Regions from separate parts of the Anser cygnoides genome. Here region 2 is linked to region 1. A link is a contact called in public Hi-C data. All regions are on one chromosome and are shown on one strand. Each heading gives the region's core, a stretch centred on a gene start, on an enhancer-like site or on the middle of the called end of the contact. The rest is flanking DNA. Distances are from core to core; before and after follow the strand shown. Region 1 holds the start of RAB5B (RAB5B, member RAS oncogene family). Region 2 holds the start of LOC106049825 (inhibin beta C chain-like).

What was found. A called contact is a pair of places that touch in the nucleus more often than the background predicts.
Region 2: a Hi-C map of liver shows a contact between it and region 1, with 2.3 times the contacts expected there. The contact joins the promoter of LOC106049825 here to the promoter of RAB5B in region 1. A contact is called at or near these places in 2 of 7 Hi-C or Micro-C datasets (both in liver).

Annotation. Positions count from the first base shown.
Region 1 is chr32:2,970,989-2,976,945 of Taihu_goose_T2T_genome, reverse strand. RAB5B (RAB5B, member RAS oncogene family) reads right to left here and starts at 1,485. Exons shown (of 6, transcript XM_066985549.1): 1 at 1,366-1,485. It overlaps CDK2 (cyclin dependent kinase 2), which reads right to left. Exons shown (of 7, transcript XM_066985540.1): 1 at 5,944-5,957; 2 at 5,790-5,867; 3 at 5,062-5,179; 4 at 4,809-4,979; 5 at 4,611-4,712; 6 at 3,482-3,685; 7 at 2,752-3,373. The coding sequence ends at 3,269.
Region 2 is chr32:3,465,279-3,471,922 of Taihu_goose_T2T_genome, reverse strand. It overlaps LOC106049825 (inhibin beta C chain-like), which reads right to left and starts at 1,997. Exons shown (of 2, transcript XM_013202247.3): 1 at 1,043-1,997. The coding sequence starts at 1,982. It overlaps R3HDM2 (R3H domain containing 2), which reads left to right and starts at 2,721. Exons shown (of 24, transcript XM_066985446.1): 1 at 2,721-2,877.

The DNA of each region.
Region 1 (5,957 bases), core at 236-2,735:
TCGCCTCCCTCCCCGCCCCGAGGAGGGGCTGCAGACAAACTCCCGGCCCGGCCTCCAAGTTCCTCAGCCCGGTTTGGGTTTTTTTTTGTTGTTGTTGTTTTTGTTGTTTTTTTTTTTATATATCCCTCCCGTTTATCTGCCCGTTTCCCCCCGGTGCCAGCGGGTCCCCGGCGCATCCCACCCGGTGGACACCGAGGGGTCGCTACGCGGGGAGCACCACAGCGCGCGGGCCTGGAGGGAGCCGGATTTGGGGTTTCTTTAGGGCCAATCTTATCCCCCCCCTCCCCCCGTTTCATTCCCCCTCGTAGAGCTCCGGTCCCCCGGCACAGATTTACCAGCGCAGCGGCCGAGCTGCGGGCAGGACGGGGACGGCGCGGAGCCGACACCGGGCACGCCACCGGCCGCCAGCTCCCCTCCAGTTCCCCTTCCCCACCGGTGCTGGCGGGGCCCGGAGTGCACGCTCCCACCCGTAGCGCCCCGGGGCCCTCCCGCAGCCCCCAGCACCCCCCGGGTTCAGCACCCGCCGCTCGGCTCCCGGGACCGGCACCGGCACCGGCCGAGGGGGACCCACGGAGCAAGGCCCCGCGCCCACCGGGGGGTACCCATGGGTGCCGCAGCGGCGCTCGAGCGGCGGCGCTTCCCGGGGCCGAGCTCCGCCGGCGGGGGGCTGAGAGCCACCGGGCCCCGAGAGCCACCGGGCCCCAAGGCCGAGCCCCCGGAGGGCCCCGGGGTTGCGCCAGCCCCGCGGGGTAACGGCTTTCCGGTGCCACCCGGCTTCGCTGCGGCCCAACCGCGGGCCCGGAGGAGGCTCGGGGGGGAGGAGCGGGACGTGCGGCTCGCCCCCCCCCCCCCCCGGTACACCGGGCCCGGTTACCGCCGGTAACCCCCAGCCGCGTACCGGGGGCACCGGGGGGCACGGCCCCGTGGCGGAGCAGCGCGCGGGGGCCCCCGGGACATCCCCGGCAGCCCGGGGGGCGCACGGAGGCCCCGGTACCGAGCGCCGAGCCGGGGCAGCGCCGCCCGCCCGCCCCCACCGGAGCCCCCGCCGGGGCGCCCCCCCCCCCCCCCCAGTACCGGCCCCGGTGGCTCAGGGGGGACCCGCTGGGGACCGGCAGCGCTCCACCCCCCCCCCGCCCCGGTGCCGCCCCGGTACCGCCCGGGCACAGCCGGGCCCCGGAGCCCCCCGGGGCCGGGCAAGGAGCGGCGGCACCGGGAGGGCCCCGGGGGTCCCCGCCCCGGCCCGGCGGCGGCCGCGGCCTCACAGGGAGGGGCCCGGAGTCAGCCCCAGGCCCCGGTTCTCCGGTCCCGGTTCTCCGGTTCCGGTTCCCGGTTCCGGTCGCGGCCCCGGCCCGGCCCCCCCGGTACCTGCGGCGGCCCCGGCTCCCGTCGCGGCCCGAGCACACAAACAGCGCCTGGGCCCCGCCCTCCCCGCCCGGGCGGGATCGCGGCCCGGCTCCGCCAATCGGCGCCGCGCGGCGGGGCGGAGGGCCCGCCTCTTCCTCCCGGCTCGGCCAATCGGGGCGGAGGACGGCGCGTCAGCGCCCCCGCCCCGCGCAGCGCAGCCAATGGGGCCCTGCGGGGAGCGGGGGTCACGTGGGGGCCTGCGGGGACCCCCGGGGGTCGTGTGGGGGGCCTATAGGGGCGTGTATGGACCCCATAGACCTGTGTGGGCCCTGTAGGGACCTACCTGGGGGGACATATGGGCCCTATGCGGACCTGGGGATCTGTATGGGCCCTATAGGGACCTGGGGCCGCCTATAGGGCCTATAGGGACCAGTATGGACTCTGTAGGGACCCACCTAGGGGGACGTATGGGTCCTATAGGGACCTGGGGCCGTGTATGGGCCCTATACGGACCTTAGGGTTGTGTATGGGGCCTATAGGGACTGGTGTGGGCCCCGTATGGACCTATGTGGGGGGACATATGGGCCCTATACGGACCTAGGGATGTGTATGGGCCCTATAGGGACCTGGGGTCACCTATGGGGCCTGTAGGGACCGATGTGGGCCCTGCAGAGACCTACCTGGGGGGACATATGGGCCCTATGGAGACCTGGGGTCACATATGGGGCCTATAGGGACCAGTATGGGCCCTGTAGGAACCTACCTGGGGGGATGTATGAACCCTATAGCGACCTGGGGATGTGTTTGGGCCCTATAGCGACTCGGGGGACACACAGAACCTATGGAGACAAGGCACATATAGGCCCTATAGGGACTATGGTGAACATATGGAACCTATAGGGACTGAGTGTCATGTATGGGCCCTCTAGGGACTCTGGGGGATGTATGGTCCCTCTGAATGCACACTTGAGCCCTACAGGGACCACGGGAACATGTGTACGGACCCTATAAGGACCTGGGTGCACGTAAAGGCCCTACAGGGACCATGAGGGACATACAGGCCCTATACGGACCTGGGGGGCACGTACGGGCCCTACAGTGACTGCAGGGAGCACGTAGGCCCTATAGGGACCTGTGGGACACGTAGGGAACCTGGGGGGGGGGCACAAAGGGACTTAAAGGGACTGGGGAGCACGGACGGGACCTGTGGGGTCTGCGGGGCACGTACGGGCCTGTAGGGCCCCGCGGGAGCGGCTGGGGCCCACGGGGCACACGCGGGGTGGCCACACAGCGGCCCTATAGACACGGGGGGGCTGGGCACATACAGGGGGGGTTGGGGGGGCCCCACACTCCGGGGGTCCCCCAGCGGGGGGCAGGCGCAGACCCCCCCGAGCAGAGGCGGTGGCGCTGCACGCGGAGCTTTATCGGGTACAAAAGGCAGTGGGGACGCCCCGCGGCACGACAAAATGGGGGGGGGGGGGGGGGGGGGGGGCACGCAACGCAGGGGGTGTCCCCCCCCCCCAACACCGCGCTGCGGGAACAGGAGGAGGAGGAGGAGGAGGAGGATGAAGGCGCTGGGCCCCCCCCGGCAGGGCCGTAAGTGCCGAGACCAGGGTGAGGGGGGGCCGCTGGGGGGGGGGGGGGGGGGCTCCTGTCCCTGGCTGGGGGGGGCGGCTCCTCTCCGGGGGGGGGGCTGTGTCCTTGGGGGGGGGGGCTCTGCCCCGAGCAGTCCTGGGGGGCCAGCAAGGAGCTCGGGGGGGGGGGGGGTCCCAGAGCTGGGGGGGGGAGGTGGGGAGGTCCCGGAGCCGGTGCCGTCACCTCCGCGCGTGGTGCTGCGGGCTTCTTCTTGCGGGGGGGGGGGGGGGGGGGGGGGGGGACGGACAGAGGGGCGGTCCCCTGTCCTGTGTCCCCCCCCCCCCCCCGCTCACAGGCGCAGGTTGGGGACCACCTTGGTGACGTCGTGGAAGAAGGGGTGGCGCAGCGCCGCCTTGGCCGAGATGCGCTTGTTGGGGTCGTAGTGCAGCATTTGCTGCGGGCCGGGGAAGAAAAACAGGGGGGGGGGGAGACCGGTGTGAGGCTCTCCGGCCCCCCCCAGGTGCCCCCCACCCCCCTCAGGGGCTTGGGGAGGGGGGCTCACCGCCAGCAGCTTGTGGCCGTCCTCGTCCAGCGGCGGCACCAGCTTGCCCAAATCCTGGCGCGCCCAGCGGGGGAAGGTGGGCTTGTAGTCGGGCAGCGCGGTGACGCCGGGCCAGGCGGCCTCGTCCGGCGTGCCCAGCGTGCGGAAGATGCGGAAGAGCTGGTCGATCTCCGAGTCCCCCGGGAACAGCGCGCGCCGCATCACCTGCGGGGTCCGGGGTGGGGGGGGGGGGGGGCACCGGGGTCAGCGCGGGGGTGCTCGGTGCCGGGGGAGGTCGGGTTTAGGGTGCGGGGACCCCGCGGGGCAGGGATCAAACGGCCCCGTGACCGGCCCCGTGACACGGCGCCAGGGTTGGGGGCTCACATGATGCCGGTTGGTCGTGTCCGTCCGTCCGTCCCCCCCCCGCCCCCGGCGCCCACAGAGCCCCCTTTGTGCCCCGGTGACCGCGGCGGGCGCCGGCCCCTGCGCGTGGAAATGTCGGGGGTGGGATGGGGAAACCGGGGGGGGTGCAGCGGGGTGGGAAAAGGGGGGCTGGGGGGGGGCCTGGGATAAGTCCTGGGGGTCCCTGGGGGGTCCCTTGGATATGTCCTGGGGGTCCCTGGGGGGTTCCTGGGGTGTCCCCAGGGTAGGTCCTGGGGGACCCCGGAGTAGGTCCTGGGGGACGCTGGGGTGTCCCTGTGGTGTCCCTAGGGTGGGTCCTGGGGGTCTCCAGGGTGTCCCAAGGGTGCCACCACAAAGCCCGCTGGGTGTCCCCAGGGCACGTCCGGGTTTGTCTGCAGGGCGTCCCCAGACCAGGCCATGGGTGTCCCCAGGGTGCCACCAGGGCTTGGGGGTGTCCCCAGGGTGCCACCAGGGTGCCCCTTTGGTGTCCTCGGGGGGCATCCTGGGTGTCCCTGGGCTGTCACCAGTGCCTGGGGTGTCCCCAGGGTGCCACCACGGTGTCCCCTTGGCGCCCCCAGGGCACATCCCCACTGCCCCAGGGCGCCCCCGAGGTGCCACCGGGACACGACCTCGACGTGGGGACACCCAGGGGTGGCAGCTGCCGCCACTGCGGGGGGGGGGGGTCGTGGCCCTGCTCCCCCCCCTGCCCCCCCAATCAGCCGCAGCCCCCCCAGCCCCCCACCCTCACCATCTCGGCGAAGATGCAGCCCAGGCTCCAGATGTCCACAGCGGTCGAGTAATACTTGCAGCCCAGCAGGATTTCGGGCGGCCGGTACCAGAGCGTCACCACCTGGGGTGGTAGGGGGGGGGACAGGGGGGCGCGGTGGGCATGCAGCCAAGCCCTCCCCCTCCCCTTGTGTCCCCCCCCCCAATTCCCCGCGCCCACCTCGTGCGTGTAGGTGCGCAGGGGCACCCCGAAGGCGCGGGCCAGCCCGAAGTCGGCCAGCTTGATGGCGCCGTCGGCGTTGATGAGCAGGTTCTGGGGCTTGAGGTCGCGGTGCAGCACGCGGTGCGCGTGGCAGAAGGCCAGGCCCTGCAGCAGCTGGAACAGGTAGCTCTGCGGGGGGCCGGGGGGGGGGGGTCAGCGCCTGCCCCTGACCCCCACCCCCCCACCCCGAGCCCCCCCCCACCCCGCACACCTTGATGAGGGGCAGGGCGATGCCGAGGGAGGAGTCGTCCATGAACTTCTTCAGGTCCTGGTGCAGGAACTCGAAGACCAGGTACAGCTTGTTCTCCGTGTGGATCACGTCCAGCAGCCTGGGGGGGGCGGGGGGGGGGCCTGGGCTGGCACTGCCACCCCCCCCCAACAGCCAGACCCCAGCGCCGCCCCCCCCCCCCCAGCACTGCCCCGTACAGCCTCCAGACCCTGGTACTGCCACCCCCCCCCAGACCCCCCGTCCTGTCCCCCCGCAGCCTCCAGCCCTTGGTACTTACCCCCCCCCAAATCCCAGACCCCCCCACTGCCTCCCCCCATTCCCCAGACCCCCGGTATTGCCCCCCCCATGCCCCAGACCCCCCCATTGCCCCCCCCAGCCCCCAGCCCCCCAGTACTGATCCCCCACAGCCTCCTGCCCCCCCCCTGCCCCCCCACAGCCCCCAGAACTGCCCCCCCCCGGATCCCAGACCCCCCCCCCAGCCAAGGACCCACTGGGGCACCTGCCCCCCCCCCCCCCCACACTCCACATCCCACCCCCCTCGGTACCCCCCCCCCTCAACACCACCCCCTCCCCTGGTTCCCCCCTCCCCAATACCTCCCCCCCCCACACCCCGGCGTTTCCTCCCCCCACGGTTCCTCCACCTCCCCGGTCCCCTCCCCGGTCCCGCCCCCCCCCCCCCCCCCCCCCCGGTTCCCCCCCCCCCCGCTGACTTGACGATGTTGGGGTGCTTGAGCTCCTTCAGCAGCGAGATCTCCCGGATGGCCGTGCTGGGGACGCCCTCGGTCTCCCTGCGGGGGCAGCCGGGCTGAGCCCCCCCCCCGGTGCCGGTAACCCCCCCCCCCGGTGCCGGTGCCCCCCGCTCACGTGTCCAGGCGGAT
Region 2 (6,644 bases), core at 748-3,247, 490 kb before region 1:
TCCCACTCAGCAGCAGCAGCATTTTGGGGCTGCCGGGCTTCCCCACAAAGGAGGGGGAGCGACGAATGCCCTCCTCTGCGGTCTGGCACAGCACAGCAGGGCAAGAGGTTGGACCCAGGCCCGTGGCTCATGCCTGCTCCCTCGTTTCCAGCAGATGTTCTGCTGAGCTGGGAGACATCTCCGCATTGCCCTCACGTGCAGGAACACAATGTGCCATGGAGGAGCATTGTTCCCAGGGGTCTTCAAGCAAGCCCCCAAGATCCCACAGCAGCCATGAAAACACACAGAGGCCTGCAAGGGGTGCATGCTCCCCCCAGCACCTCACCGAGCAGCAGCTTGGTCTGGGCAGCTCGGGAGGATGCTCTGCGGGGTGCGGGGCCTATTCTGCCTCTTTCCAAAGGCTGCATTTGCCTGGGAGTGGGGGTACAGGACCCCGCTTTTCCAGTGATGCCTGTAAAGGACCCCCGAGCGTGTTTTGTGGAGCTCTCTCTACCCAGGGAGGCAGCTGATTCCGGAGCGCCACGCGGCAGCCCACCACTTCGGGTAGCAAGAACACCGGGGGGAGCAGACGGGCTTTGGAGTTGACTCCCCAGATGAGGAGCTGCTGGGGAACCGGGGCCCGAAATCACGCTTTGGTTGACCTGGCCGCCTGACCCACCCACCTCCAGCACAAGCAGGGAAGGTCCGACAGAAACGGACAACGACTTAACGAGACCCCGCAGCCTGTCCTTGCTCCCACCCATCCCCTTGCCCCCACAAAACGCTGAGAGGAGCCTCGGGGTCTCCACGGTGCTTCCCCTCCCCGTGGTGAGGGGTGAGCTGCTCGGGGCAAGCTCAGGACGTGGGTGCAAAGGTTCTGGCCACGGAGCATCTCGGTGCCGGCCCGTTAGTGCCTGCAGGCGCTCAGCGCCCCTGCGCGGGGCTCTCAAGGTACCCGTGCCCAGGAGGAAACCTCTCAGCGCCTTCCCCGCATCCCACCATGCCCCCCACCCGTGGGGTCCCGTCCCACCACGCCCACAGGGCCCGGGGGTTCTGCACACACCTGACTCGGCAAAGCTCAGGATCTCGTAGTGCTGCACGCCCGGCACAGGGCGTGGGTAAGGGCCGCCGCTGGCACGGAGCACCCCTGGGGCGACGGGCGCGTCGGCGCGCTGCACCCGCATCCTGCGGAGAGCGGTCAGCAGGGCGCCCCGGGACGTGGGCTGGGTGATGTTGGGCCTGTCCGGCAAGCGGAGCTTGGAGAGGATGCTCTGCTTCGCCAGCGCGATGAGGATGTCCCGCTGCGTGGCAGGGGCCAGGGCCGCCAGCCCACAGGCTGGGCACCACACGCCCTTGGCAGCTGCCATCCTCAGAAGGCTCAGGAGCAGGAAAGCCACCGCGGCCGTCATCCCCGGTGCCGGCAGCTGACAGTTCGGGGGTCCCAGCACACCGGGTTCCTTGAGCCGTCCCGATAAGCCCAAGTCAAACTGGGACAGCAGAGCCGGGGCCGGGAGAGCGGAGGTAGGGCAGTGGTGCTGGACCCGGCAGGAAGGGCTTGTTTTCCCGATGTGACCACAAATATTGGCTGATCCCGGGCGAGATAAACGCCCCTGTGATCCCACAGGAGCCTTTCCTGGGCACGGGGCAGCCGCGGGTGCTGCTCTCCCCGGGGTTAAGGTGGACCCGAGCGGTGGGTGCTCGGCCCGTGCACCCGGGGCGCCAGCGCCCGCTCGGAGCTGGGGTTTGGGGCTGTGAATGGGGGGCACCAGGCCAGGCCCGTGACGGTGCCCTGGGGTACTGCTGGGGGGGGGTCCCCAAGCTGTGGCAGCCCACCCGTGAGTGGGGGTCTCCACGTGTGCTGAGGGGAGACGGGGGGGGTCCCTGTGGTGTGGGGCTGCTGGGCAGCTGGGGGGGGGCGTCTCTGGGCACACAGGGGGGCCCTCACCAGGCAGCGGGGCGCTGCTCACGGAATCCAGGGGAGATCCTGGGCAGCCAGGGGGCATCCCTGGACAGCGGGGGGAGAGGCTCTGGGCAGTCGGGGGGGGGGTCTTGGGCAGCTGGGGGGGGTTGTGGGCAGCTGGGGGGACCCTGAGCAGTGGGGGGGGGCTCACTGGGCAGCCAGGGGGGGCTCTGGGCAGACGAGGGGGACTCCTGGGCAGCTGAAGGGGGGCCTGGGCACCTGGGGGGGTCCTGGGCAGCCAGGGGGGCTCTGGGCAGCTGGGGGGGGGGTCCTGGGCAGCCGGGGGGGCTCTGGGCAGCTGGGGGGGGGGGTCCTGGGCAGCCGGGGGGGCTCTGGGCAGACGGGGGGGGGGGGTCACTGGGCAGCCGGGGGGGCTCTGGGCAGCTGGGGGGGGCCTTCACTGGGCAGCGCGGAGACCCCCGGATAGACCGGGGGGGGGGGGGGGGGGGGGGGGGCCGCCCCCCCCCAGCCAGGAGGGGCGGGGCCACCGGGCGCGAGGGGGCGGGGCCGTCAGGGCAGCCCCGCCCCCGCTCCTGGCCCCGCCCCCTCCGCTGGGGCCCCGCCCCCTCCAGGCCTCCCCCGCACCAGGGGGCGCCACCGCCCCGGTTGCCATGACAACGGCGGCCCGGCGGGAGCGCCGCGGTGACGCGGCACGCACGGGGCCGTGACGCGGCGCGTAAGGGGCCCGCCCTCCGTCCCCTCCCCTCCCCTCCCCTCCCCGCCCCGCCCCTCCGCCCGCCCCTCCCCCTCCCTTCCCGTTCCGGTCCCGCCCCGCCTCCCCCGCGCCGCTCGCCCCGCTCCCCCCTCCCGCTCCGCCGCCCCGCCCGGGCGGCCCGCGCTGGCCCAGGCCCGGCCCCGGGGTGGCGGCGGCGGCGGCAGCAGCCCCGGCCCCGGCCCCGGCCCCGGCCCCGGCCCGGCGCAGGGCCCGGCCCGGCCCGGTGAGTGCGGGGGGACGGGGGAGACGGGAGGCCGGGAGCGGGAGCGAGACCGGGGCGTGGGGCTGGGAGCGGGGCGAGACAGGGAGCGGGGCCGGGACCGGGATCGGAGCCGTCGGGGCGTTGGGCCGGTCCCCCTCTCGCTGCCCCCGGGACCGGCCCGGCCGCGGGTCTCCAGCCTCCAGGGCGAGCCCCGGCGGCGCCCTCCCGTTCCCCGCCGGGTCCCCGCCACCGGGAGCAGCCGGCGGAGCACCGGCAGCGCGGTTCCGCCCGGCCCGGGGCCGCGGCGGCTCCCGGTGGAGGCGGAGCAGCAACAGGTGAGCGGGGCCCGGCGCCGCCATGGCCGCGGGCCGCCCGGTTCGGTGGCCCGGGAGCACGGGGAGGGGATCCCGGCCCGCGGCGGCGGAGCCTTCGCCTCGAAACCCGGCCCTGGAGCGTTAACGGCCCCCTGCCGGTAGGGAGCGGGGAGCCGCTGGGGTGCTGGGGGGCTCCGCGGGGGGTGCGCTGGGGGTTACCCGGGGGGTGGTGCGGTGGCTCCACGGCCTCTGTCGCGTGGCGGGGGTAAACCCTCGCCGTGCGTTGTGCCGGGAGGCGCCGGGGTTCGGTTCTTCCGAAAACCCCCGGGCGTCGGGGTTGCCGCCGGCTCCTGCCGGGGCGGCGTTCCGGCCGCGGGTCTCCCAGGTAAGCGGGTGCTGCGCCCAGCGGGCCCCTTCGTCCCCCTGAAACGGGCTCGGAGGTGGCCCCCGTGAGCTCCTCGCGTGGTGTGGAAGTGGATGTAACGGGGGGGGGGGGGGGCTGCTACCTCTCTTCTGTCCCCCATTTTGTGAACCGCTTTTTCATCCCTTTCCTTACGTCCTTTAGTTCCTTGCGTTCTGTATTACATCTTTCATGGATAGCGACCTTTTCCAGTTATTGTTCCTTCTGGCCTCTTTCTGTTTAAGAAGCTGAGCCTGGGTCTCTGCTGCTGCACTGGTCTCTGGTCCTATAAGGGGCTTGATAACTTCTCTTTCAGAAGCCACAAGAAGGGTGTGTGCCTTTCAGAAGAGAATCCAACCTGTGCCAACACCTGGTCGATAGGCAAGGCTCTAGCCAGTTGATGCCTGGTTTATTGAGGGAGGTCTGCAAACCCTAATGGGTTTCTGCTGTCACTTTTGTTATGGATCGCTCTGTTAGTGATCAGCTGTTAGGCTGCAGAGACTCTGAACTGGCCTGAGCTCAACTGTGTCTGCCCTGCCTGCTGTCTGTATACTTTTCTGTCTTTTATGAGGCTTCAGTGCTGTCAAAAGAGGTCTGGGGGGGGGGAAAAAAGGCATATTTCTAATCATTTATGCTGATAACTCAAGTAGGTGTGCCTTAGTAGTGGGGTTTGTAAGGGAATGAGCTTCAGTGTCAGGAGCACCAAGCCAGCCTCTGGCAGAAGCTGCTTAAGTGCAGAGCTTCCAACTCTCCAGGATAAGGCTTTATTTTTCCTGGACCTCAAGGATGCCACTGGAATTGTGAATAGAAAGAAACCCTGAGTTTATTATTGCTTCTGCTGCTTTTGCAGCCTCTGTTTGTTCAAAGTGATCCATCAGAATCTGAACCACAGCTGAAGAGGATTCAGATGTGACGGGAGCTGGAAACACAAAGCTAGCCTTAGTCCTGCCCGTGTTGCTGAGTAGATGCAGATTACTGTCTGTCTTCGGTTGTGGAGCAAAGTCAAAGTTTAAAAAGCGGAAGAAGAGTACTGAAAAGAAGTGCTGGTAAAGGAAGATAACCTGCTTGGGGAGCTGGAAACATTGCCAGGCTTTGGTGTCTGTTTATCACCAAACAAAGGATAGGCTGAAGAATTATATCCTAACGGTAGCAAAAGGGAGGGAAACCCTTTGGCAGAGTTTTGTGGCTGCTGCTTCAAAACCTGGGGAATAGCAGCAGCAGAGCTGCCCTTACCTGCCAGCCGTGCTGGGGACACTGGCTGGTGTTAAAAGGAAAATACTCGAGAGGAGAGCGGGACGTAGTCCACAGATATCCCATATCACTGCCATGTACAAGAATTGTTTTCTTCCATCTGCATGAGGAGCAATGGAAGTGTGTTGTAGGACCTCATCTGCTCGTCAAAAGCAAACGCCTGCCCACGTACAGAGCAAAATGCTGCGCCCTTGCTGGTTCCAAGTCTTTGTCTTGGTGTTCCTTTTCCCGCTGACAGCATGCAAAGAAACTCCATGTGTGGCTGGTCTCAGTTTGGTTTTCTCTCACTGGTACTTGCTGAGAATCTCGCCTCACCTCTTGCTTCGACCTGTTCTCCATCTCCCTTTGAGACCTGGGGGTCTGGTTCCCTGTAGTAACTTCGGGTAGTTCCGATTCCTTTTGCTCTGTTTTTCTGTCCTGTTTGACACCTGTAGGCTACTAAGGCTGACTGGCGTAACCTCCGTGTCCTTCTCCTTGAATTCACGCTAGAAATTCTCCGTTCAATCGTACCAAGGATACTTGCAGTAATCTTCCTTCCTTACTGAATGACAATTCAGTAGTTTGCAGTTGGCTTGCTGAATTTTTTCCCCAACAGATGTTCTCGTAGGGTCTCGCTTCTCCCATCCACAGCTCTTTGTATTTTCAACGCGCTATTAAACATTTATTTCTAAAGACTTCCCCCTGTTCATTCCTGTTTCCTTGGAATATAAGGGTGGATTCTATGTACACGGAAACTTCGGAAGCTTATTCCAGTGTGTGTGTATGTGTATATTTGCAAATATGAGGGTATTTTTCGACAGTCTAGATGATGAGGAAAGACATTAGACTGATTATTTTTTTCTCTGTCCACCAAGCTGGCACAGTGTGATGTTTGATGGCAGCTTCACTGGATAGTAAACCATTACTTCAGCCTCCAGGGATTGCACAAGTGAGGATGGATCTCAACAGGTTGCTTGCAGTGATGCTGCTTTGCTGGAGACAGCCACCTGGCTTTTGAGGAGCTGGATTAAGACTCCCAACTCAACTCATGCCAGTTGTGAAGGAGAAACATCACTTGGATATGGTCCGTTCTCTGATCTCTACCCCTGCTCAGGAGTGGGGACTGGCTGGGGACTGGTGACCTGGAGGTGAGTAGGATCTGGAGCCAACTGACCCCTTAAGCCGTCAGGCTTTGCAGCTTTTTCCCCAGTGGTTCCTGAGGGCCAGTTCGAGCTACCTGCGTAGCATGAGCGTGATGAAACCTGGAGCGATTTAACAATATCAGGCTTCGGTTTGTGGCACCGTCTTCCTCTTCGGTGGGTCTTACTGGCCGTGATTGCTCACATCGTCCTCAGACCAAAACTGAGAAGCTATATTCTGTGGCGTAGCTGTAGCTGGGCTTCTCTCCATCCAGAGATGGAGTTAGTCGAGTGCTGCTTCGAGGTTCGGCTGCGTGACCTGTGAGGGTCAGGTCTCTGGGTCGGTAGGATGTTCGGTGGAGTGGAATTAAAGGAACTAATTTCCTTTGATTTCTCACCAGGCATCTTTATTGTGGCTTGCTGTTTTGGGACAGGATCTGCAGTCTCCCGGGGTGCTAGCTGTTGGGCTAGAAGAAGCGGGTGCTGCTCACCAGGGCGTAATGCGTCTTGCAGCACCCAGTGTCCTCTCACACCTGTGAGCTGCAGCTGGAGAATCACGTACCTGTGGATCGTCTCGGTGAGGTGGCAGAGGAAGCCAGTCTGTCCACGTCCTCATTCGGTGGGGTCTCTTGGGGTCTCAGCCACAATCCGATTTACCCAGGCACGGTGCTTACATTAAATGAGCTCAAGTTTTCTGGGCCCGGC